Regions from separate parts of the Mus musculus genome. Here region 2 is linked to region 1. Evidence: chromatin contacts called from public Hi-C data. All regions are on one chromosome and are shown on one strand. The core of a region is the stretch at or near the end of the contact, and the rest is flanking DNA. Distances in the headings are between cores, read along the strand shown.

What was found. Hi-C and Micro-C count contacts between places; a contact is called where the count stands out from the background.
Region 2: a contact with region 1 is called in a Hi-C map of cortical neurons, with 3 times the contacts expected there. The contact joins two enhancer-like sites. A contact is called at or near these places in 3 of 484 Hi-C or Micro-C datasets (cerebral cortex and cortical neurons).

The regions. Positions count from the first base shown.
Region 1 is chr8:15,494,371-15,498,057 of GRCm38.p6, reverse strand. No RefSeq gene overlaps it. Among named protein-coding and RNA genes, the nearest start is that of Gm46033, 34 kb to the left of the region's middle. Within about 2 kb of position 1,552, at least 34 of the 459 cell types and tissues checked have an H3K27ac peak or open chromatin away from gene starts, as enhancers often do. A contact at or near this core is called in cortical neurons, where this site is marked.
Region 2 is chr8:16,056,400-16,060,341 of GRCm38.p6, reverse strand. It overlaps Csmd1 (CUB and Sushi multiple domains 1), which reads left to right. Exons shown (of 70, transcript NM_053171.2): 37 at 1,575-1,679. Among named protein-coding and RNA genes, the nearest start is that of Mir3106, 110 kb to the left of the region's middle. Within about 2 kb of position 2,536, at least 20 of the 459 cell types and tissues checked have an H3K27ac peak or open chromatin away from gene starts, as enhancers often do. A contact at or near this core is called in cortical neurons, where this site is marked.

The sequences.
Region 1 (3,687 bases), core at 303-2,802:
GAAAATGTGTTAGGGGGTCCTGTGAGGAACAGAGTATGGAATGAGGGTACAAAGGTCCTGTATTGCAACTGTGAGGGAAGGAGGAGCACCTCCTTCCTTGGAAGAGCCAGCACCATCACTGGGGATGGAAGAACCAGCCCACAGGAGAAACCAAGTGACAAGGCTCTAGGAGGCAAAGGAGGTATGAGGAGGGAGACAGCTACAACTGGATGTCAGCCAACTGACGAAATAATGTTCCAAGGAACACTAGCCAGCCATATATGGAAATCAAACTGTGCCTTCAATCCTCTGAAGAACCAGTCAGAGCAGCCTGGACTTGGCCAACACAGACAACTATCCATTTCATTGCCTTGGCTCACAACTCAGGGACGCTCGAAAGAAACACTCTCTGGCTAGCACTCTGGCGCCCTTCCTGAAAGGCTATGGTCAGAGCATGTTTTCGTGTCCTTGTTTTTCTGGGAAATATCCTATCTCTTCTATCTGCCTGTGAGTCTATCAAATGAGACTAAAGAAAACATAGCCACTCTGCTTTAGATTATGGGTTTTTGGTTTCGTTATTTTTTTGGGGGGGGGGGAGGGTGGTTGTTGTTGCTTTTTGTTTTTGATGTTTTGAAATAGCATTTCTCTGTGTGACCCTGGCCATCGTGAAACGCTCTGTGTAGACCAGGCTTGGCCTCTATCTCAGATATCCACCCCCTTTCTGCCTCCTAAGTATTGAGATCAAGAGCATCATCATGACTGCTTGGTGCCCAGCCACTCTGAGACAATAGCTTGTTGGTTATGAGTGAGTGGACATGTCATCTTGTAAACTTCCTGAGGGTTCCACAGGACAGAGCCAACAGACACTTATGACTCTTCTGTGGACCATTCTCACTTCATTTCTGATGATGAAGTTAGCTTTGTCTGGAATTCTACGTGTAGAAGAACAGAGAGGACTCTGAGGGAGAGGCTCCATGATGTTGGCTTCCTCCCTATGTGTCCTCAACCTTCTCCAATTGGCCTTTTGTTTCCATTGTTCCTGAGTGTCACCGGACAGAAGCCACTTTGCAGTGACCTTCCCCAGGAAACATTTTATTCCTTTTTGTTCCTATTGCCTTCCTCTCTGCAGAATCCTGAGAACAGGCCATTCATCAAAGACAGACGAGTTTCTTACAATGCCCAGGAAGTTAGGGCACCAAGGGACACCTTGTGAGGGGAGATCTGTGATCCACCATCACCTGCTAGGATGGACGTGGGGGGAGACTAGAGAGGGAGGAGTGAAAGACAGGGGGAGAGCGAAAAGGAGGGAGAAGGAAGAGAGAGAAGGGGAGAAGAGACAGGGAGAGAGGAGACAGGAAGGGAGGGTGACTGGGGAGAGTTTTCCTATGAAACCCCCTTCCAGGAGGCATAGTCAGCCCTCTTGGAGCACTACTCTTAGTCCCCATCCCTTCTCGAAGGTGCCACCTCTTAACAATGCGGCAGCAGAGAATGAAAGTCTTTAAAGTCCGGGAACGTCACAGCAGCCTTGGAGGCAGCTTCGTGTGCTGTGTGTGACTGACACAGCTGTGCGATCCAAGTACTCGACTAAGCAATGACACATTTCCAAGCCACGCCTGACACCCACAACCTTCCGAGCGGAACTAGGCAAGGTGGGAGTTATGAGCACTTTGGGAGAAAATCTTCACAGTAGGGAAACCCACTAGAAAACTGCCTTTGCACCTCAATACAGCACAAAAATAGATGTACCGAAAGAAATTCCTGGTTACTATAGCAACAAGAGATTTTTCCCCACTATTTATAGACCCTGCATATTAGAGATGAGTACACATGCTATATTTCTATTTATATATATTTAAATTAAAACATTTGCCAAACAAAACTTCTGTCTTCCCCACTTCCATCATGCATGAGAAAATGAAGTGACTTTTAAAAGTCAGGATTAAATGAGCCTCTAAATCATCACCAAGGAGACCTAAGGATGGAAGTATATTTCAGACACTTGATTTTTACTGCAAATCTAACCTTAACCAGTGCTGACCATTGGCTTGACTGCATCTTGTTCTAATTGTACAAACATTAGGGGGAATGTCAGTTTTCTACCCTGCATTGCCCCATACCACCAGCTCTCCCATATCAAATTACTGTCGCTAAGGGTCACGAGTTCCCATTTCCATATGCCTAATAAGAACAAGTTTCTGATAATGCCAACTACAATTTGGAGGCAAGCAGAAGTTCCAGAACATTCAGTGATGGGATTCCTAGTGGAAGGTGAACTTGAGGCCAAAAGCTCTGAGTTTCAGCCCAGACGTTGATTCTGAGAGCCAAGTTCACATGGGCTCATTTCCTCAGATGCAAAGTTAGATTAATAACTATCTAGATCTTACACTGCTATAAAGTAGATTAAATGAGAATCTATGCAAATGTCTGCATTTGGTGTATCGCAGTGTAGTGCTACAAGAAATAATGATTAACAATCATATTATTCAAGTGCTAAAAGATCACTGGGCCTCTCCAGAAAGAATAGTACTTTAATAATAATCATCAATTTCCAACACACACCCCTACATTGCTAATTTTACCACAAGTTGGAGATGTAACGTGGGTAAAAACTTTAAGATGAGCAAATGCTAAAGAGAGTTAAACTTCCCTGGAGCTGAGAACATGCAAATCCAAGATGTTACACCAGGGACTGTAATAGACCAAGGGGAAGAAACCTGAGTAGTGTTAATAGGCCTCACATGGTGCTGGGTGAGACAAGAAAAGAGAAGGGTCATGTCAACCCAAAGCCAGGCATCTGTGTCTCTCACCATGAGCCACGTTCACTTACCTTTTATTCTTTCAAACACAAAAGTGAACACTATATCTGTCCTCTGACAGGGACAGAAAGACCCCAACAGGGAAACAATGCATGCGCATCCCAAGACATCTGATGATGCCTGAATCAAGAAGGAAGACTCACGGGGAGACATTATATTTGGTGCTGACCAGCAGGGGAAGGAAGTGGCATTTGAACTGAATATTAAGAGTCGGTGGGCCAGGCATGGTGGTGCACGCCTTTAATCCCACCACTCGGGAGGCAGAGACAGGTGAATTTCTGAGTTCGAGGCCAGCCTCGTCTACAAAGAGTCTGTGGAGCTTCTAGCGTCAAAGCAAAGATGCCCTCTTCAGGGTCACTGTCCTGAGCCAGGGATGTAGCAGTCACAGTTGTTAGGATTCAATAGCCCTGCAAAACAACCCTTTAAAGTTTTGCATAATGTATAGATAGCCCTGATTCACACACTTATCCATGAACCGTTCTGTTGTTCATGGTAGCTTTTCTTTTCTTTTCTTTTTTCTTTTCTTTTCTTTTCTTTTCTTTTCCTTTCTTTTCTAGATAAAAATCTCAACTCTGTGGTGTAGTCCGGGATTGCTCTATCTATCTTACCTGGGGCAGTTTCTAACTCATGGCAATGCTCCTGTCTCAAGATTCCTGAGTGCTGGACTTACAACTGGCTTCAGACTGATTCTCTACTTACTTGTCATTTCAGATTATTGAAAACACGAACAAGAGTTCGAAGGGGGAGAGGTGCGGACAGTAAAGCCATTTTGCCCAGGTGACCGAACACATTTCTCTATCAGGAATGTTCTGGGGTGTGAGCAGGATTTCATACTGCTACAATACAGAAGCCAGATGAGGACTCTCCAGGTCACATCAACTTGACAATAAGG
Region 2 (3,942 bases), core at 1,287-3,786, 560 kb before region 1:
CCTGCTAGATAACTTATGACCAACACTACCCTTACTGAGGCTGGACCAGGAAAAGGAGCTACCCAGGGAGGACATACCCACAGACAGTTCTCCCAGGGCCACTCGGTGTTAAACAATTCTCATCTATCCATCTGTTTAGCTTTATCATCTGTCTGTCTGTCCATCTATCATTTTGCCTCTACTCTATAAACTCAGAGTCAAGCATCAAAGGGCTGAACCTGAAAGCATTCTGTGAGAGACTTTTCCACACACGTACTTAGTGGTCTTCTGTGGATTTTATACTAGTACTTTATCTTAAAGATTGTTCACCTCCTGAATTCTATTGCTTGTGGCATCTAGAGGAAGATGAAACGATTGAGGAGCAGATCTCAAAATGGCAAGCTAACTTCCTAAAGTGTACACCATACACACACACACACACACACACACACACACACACACACATACACACACACACACACACACACACACACACACACATACACACACACACACACACACACACACACACACACACACACACACTCGATGTGGGCTTCCCTTGTCTTGCCTCTCTCTCTTTTTTTTTTTTTTTCTGTTTACTTTCTAGAATGTTTTAAATGATTTGGTCCTGTTTGGGCAATGAACCAACATTATTAGATAAAATGTCCAAATTTTTGGTGAACCTCTGGAAATCCAATGAGAGATTACAGAGGGCAGCCCAAGATTGGCAAAAAGGTTTTACCCCATACTTAGGTATTTCCCATGTACCAGCTTTGTCATCCATTGATGTCATTCCTAGCCTTATCACATGGGATAGCCAAGTCTAGGACCAGCAGATGCCTTTATCTTGTGTAAATCTCCTGTTAACCATTGTCTTTCACACTCTCAGCTTGTAAAAACAGTGATGCTGGACTGGGTCCCAGCGTGGAAGGGGATGAGGACAGATGAGAAAGAGGTGCAGGAAGCTTTCTGACTTGACTTATGCAGGAAATAAAACTACAGCAGAGGATCTCAGAATAAGAAGGGCACCTCAGTGCGTAGGCTAAATGCAGGACAAGGAGTTGAGAGTGTCATCTGTAAGAGATGTATTAGTTGTTTAGAACTACTTGACTTCCTAGCACTAAGGCGCTGGGGGAGGAGCAAATGTGGGGCTGAGAGGCAAGAGCTCCACAGCTTAAGACTCTTTCCCACCTTAGGGTAAGTCCAGGAAGAGCAAGAATTCTTCCCAGAGCTACAGAATTCAGCACTTAAGTTCTCTGAAGTTGACTTTGATTTTACTAAACAACATAACATATGGGATTTATCTAGCCTGGGGGTATACATAGAGATGGAGTGATGGCTGTCATTAGTCTTGCTCAGAGTGCAGGTCAGGGGACTGGGTGCAGTCTGGAAGAAGTGGTATCAGCTCTAAGGACTCTCTGAGCTGTCTTGCAAAATGGGACAACTGGACAAGTTGCCAAGGTTTCAACACTCAAATTAAACAGACGATAGACAAGCTCTGGGTACTTGGAAGCCTAGGATATGCTCTTCGGTATTGGACACTTGTAGTGTCTGCCTGTTTTGTGTTAAAGCTGTAACTCTTTCCTGTGTAGGTACCACAGTGCCTGCACTGCTGAACAGCACCTCCAACCAGCTCTGCCTGCACTTCCAGTCGGACATCAGTGTTGCTGCCGCCGGCTTTCACCTGGAGTACAAAAGTAAGATCAACGTCTGCTTCAGTTGGAGTATAGGAACATCTTCTTTAAAGGAACAAACTGAGCTTGTATTAAACGATGAAATCAGGTTCCTCTAAAGCTCTATCTAAGACTTGCACAAAATTGAATTTGACTAAACATAGGCTCCACGAAGGGTATTTTCTATAAACAATAGACTGCTAGAGCAATCCAGAAGTTAGTATCTGGAATAATTAGACAAACTGTGCCTTTAGGCTCCTTGCATTAGGAAACAGGCCAGCCCGTGTGTAACATCACTGAAGTCTTGTGTGACAACAGATACTCACATTAGCATCCTGAAACAGGGGAGGTCATATCACTAAATAATACCATGGGGTTTTCCTTGTGGACTCTCAAAGATGTTCACCTAGCTGAGAGCTGGCATTTCTGAGCCTGTATTTGTTTTAATTGCTATTTATTTTAATTGCAAAGAAACATCACAGACGAGAGCTCAATCTTTATAAAAATGGGCGTGAGGCTGCATTAATAGTCTGATACGTGGGAAAACAACAGTCAAATTCACAACCCCCGCTGCAGTGTTGGGTAATCCGGGTAAACCTTGTAAAGTGAAGCGTGAATTTCCAAGAAAAGCGGGGTTTATTCGGGACGTGTTTTCAGGCTCTGAAATGGCTTGATGTTGGCATTATCTCCTCTAATAAGCAGTTGCAAGTGAGCAAATACGTGGGTTAGATTCAATAAGTGATTTTTAAAAATTGAGATAAACAGTTTGCTGGAGTGTAATGCATGTGTTTTCAAAAGGCCACATTCCAGCTGATGATAAATATTCATCAGCAGCTACCAACCACAGGCCCCGTTCACACTCTACTTAAGCCTTCCTACTTATTACAGGCATTTGCATGCAAGTGTGTTCCAGTTTATGTGAATAGGACTACTCTAGCGACAGTGTAAAACGATCCTGCAAATGTTATTTATGTAGAATACTTCTGGAAAATTCTGCTACTTTGACACATCCTATGAAGGTTCTGCAAATAGCAAATGAAACCTTCACTCAAAGCTGTGTTAACCAGTTCATTAATATTTTTGCCCTGTTGAAACTGATCATCATTCTTAGCTCTTGAGAAGTTCTTACAGTTTCTGGCTTTCCTTTCTCCTTTTGGGGAAGGAGATGTTGGTTACATAATTAGTCTGTGATTATTGGGGATAATTATCTACTTTGCACATGTACTATAGCACTATTAGCATAATTGTCTCCATCCCAGGATATTCTTAGTCACTATGAGTCTCTAAAAAAGAGACCAATTTCCTTCCATCTCCCATTGAAATGGAACCTCTTCAGGAACCCAAGGCCTTATGTGAGAACCCAAGACCACAATTAATTAGTGTGCTCGCTTTTTATTTTACCAAATACGATGCTCCATTTGGATTTGGACTATTCCGGGTTGTTGTCTTTGTGGCTGGCGCTGGTTTTCTAGCTCACATCACTTGTGTATTAAAAGCAATTCAGGCATCTGCTCTGAGTTTTCATGCCTGTTTGAAAACAGGTATTATAAAGTATTTGTAGAATTAGCCTTATCCCTCTAAACACTCTGGACTTAAGTTGCCAGGAATACTTTTTACTGAGACTCTGAGGCCAGGAGCCCCAACTGCCACTGCACAGATGTCCCCATTTTAACAGTACTCATTCCACACATAAGCCCAAGTCTCAGGTGAAGAGGACCAAGAAGCCTGTTGATACTGAAACCTGAACCAAGGGGTGTGTCGTATATCTGTATCCAAATAGAACTCCCCACCTCCATGAAGCCTAGGCCTCAATCCAAAGAAACATTGTATAATTAACCCAAACCACTGGCCTCTGAAGGCACAGCACATGCTGTTCCAAGAGTGCATGGTAACAGTCATGATGCAGAGCATCTGTGTGTATGTAAATGAGGAAACAGGGGCATAGAGCGTCTCTGAGCACTTGAGTTTCTAAGAGTGAAGATCCAGGGAGCCAGGAGGTACTTTTTCCCTGCTCTTCAGCAAATTAATGCATAGAGAGCTTCTGGTGGGAAGGGCAGGCCTCCTGTCTTGGTCTCTGAGCCAACAGAGACTTGGACCCAGCCTTGGGGATTTGCTTAGGTCAAATCACCCTGTTTTCTCAGGGTTTACCTCTCTAGGGCTCTGCAGCAGACAGCTTCTGTGCCTCCTGTTCCATTGGCAGGGCATGACCATTAGAATTGAGGCTACCCATGTACCTCAGTGCTGCAATGGGTTAAGGAAAGTTGTGTTGTTATATGTCAGTTCCTTC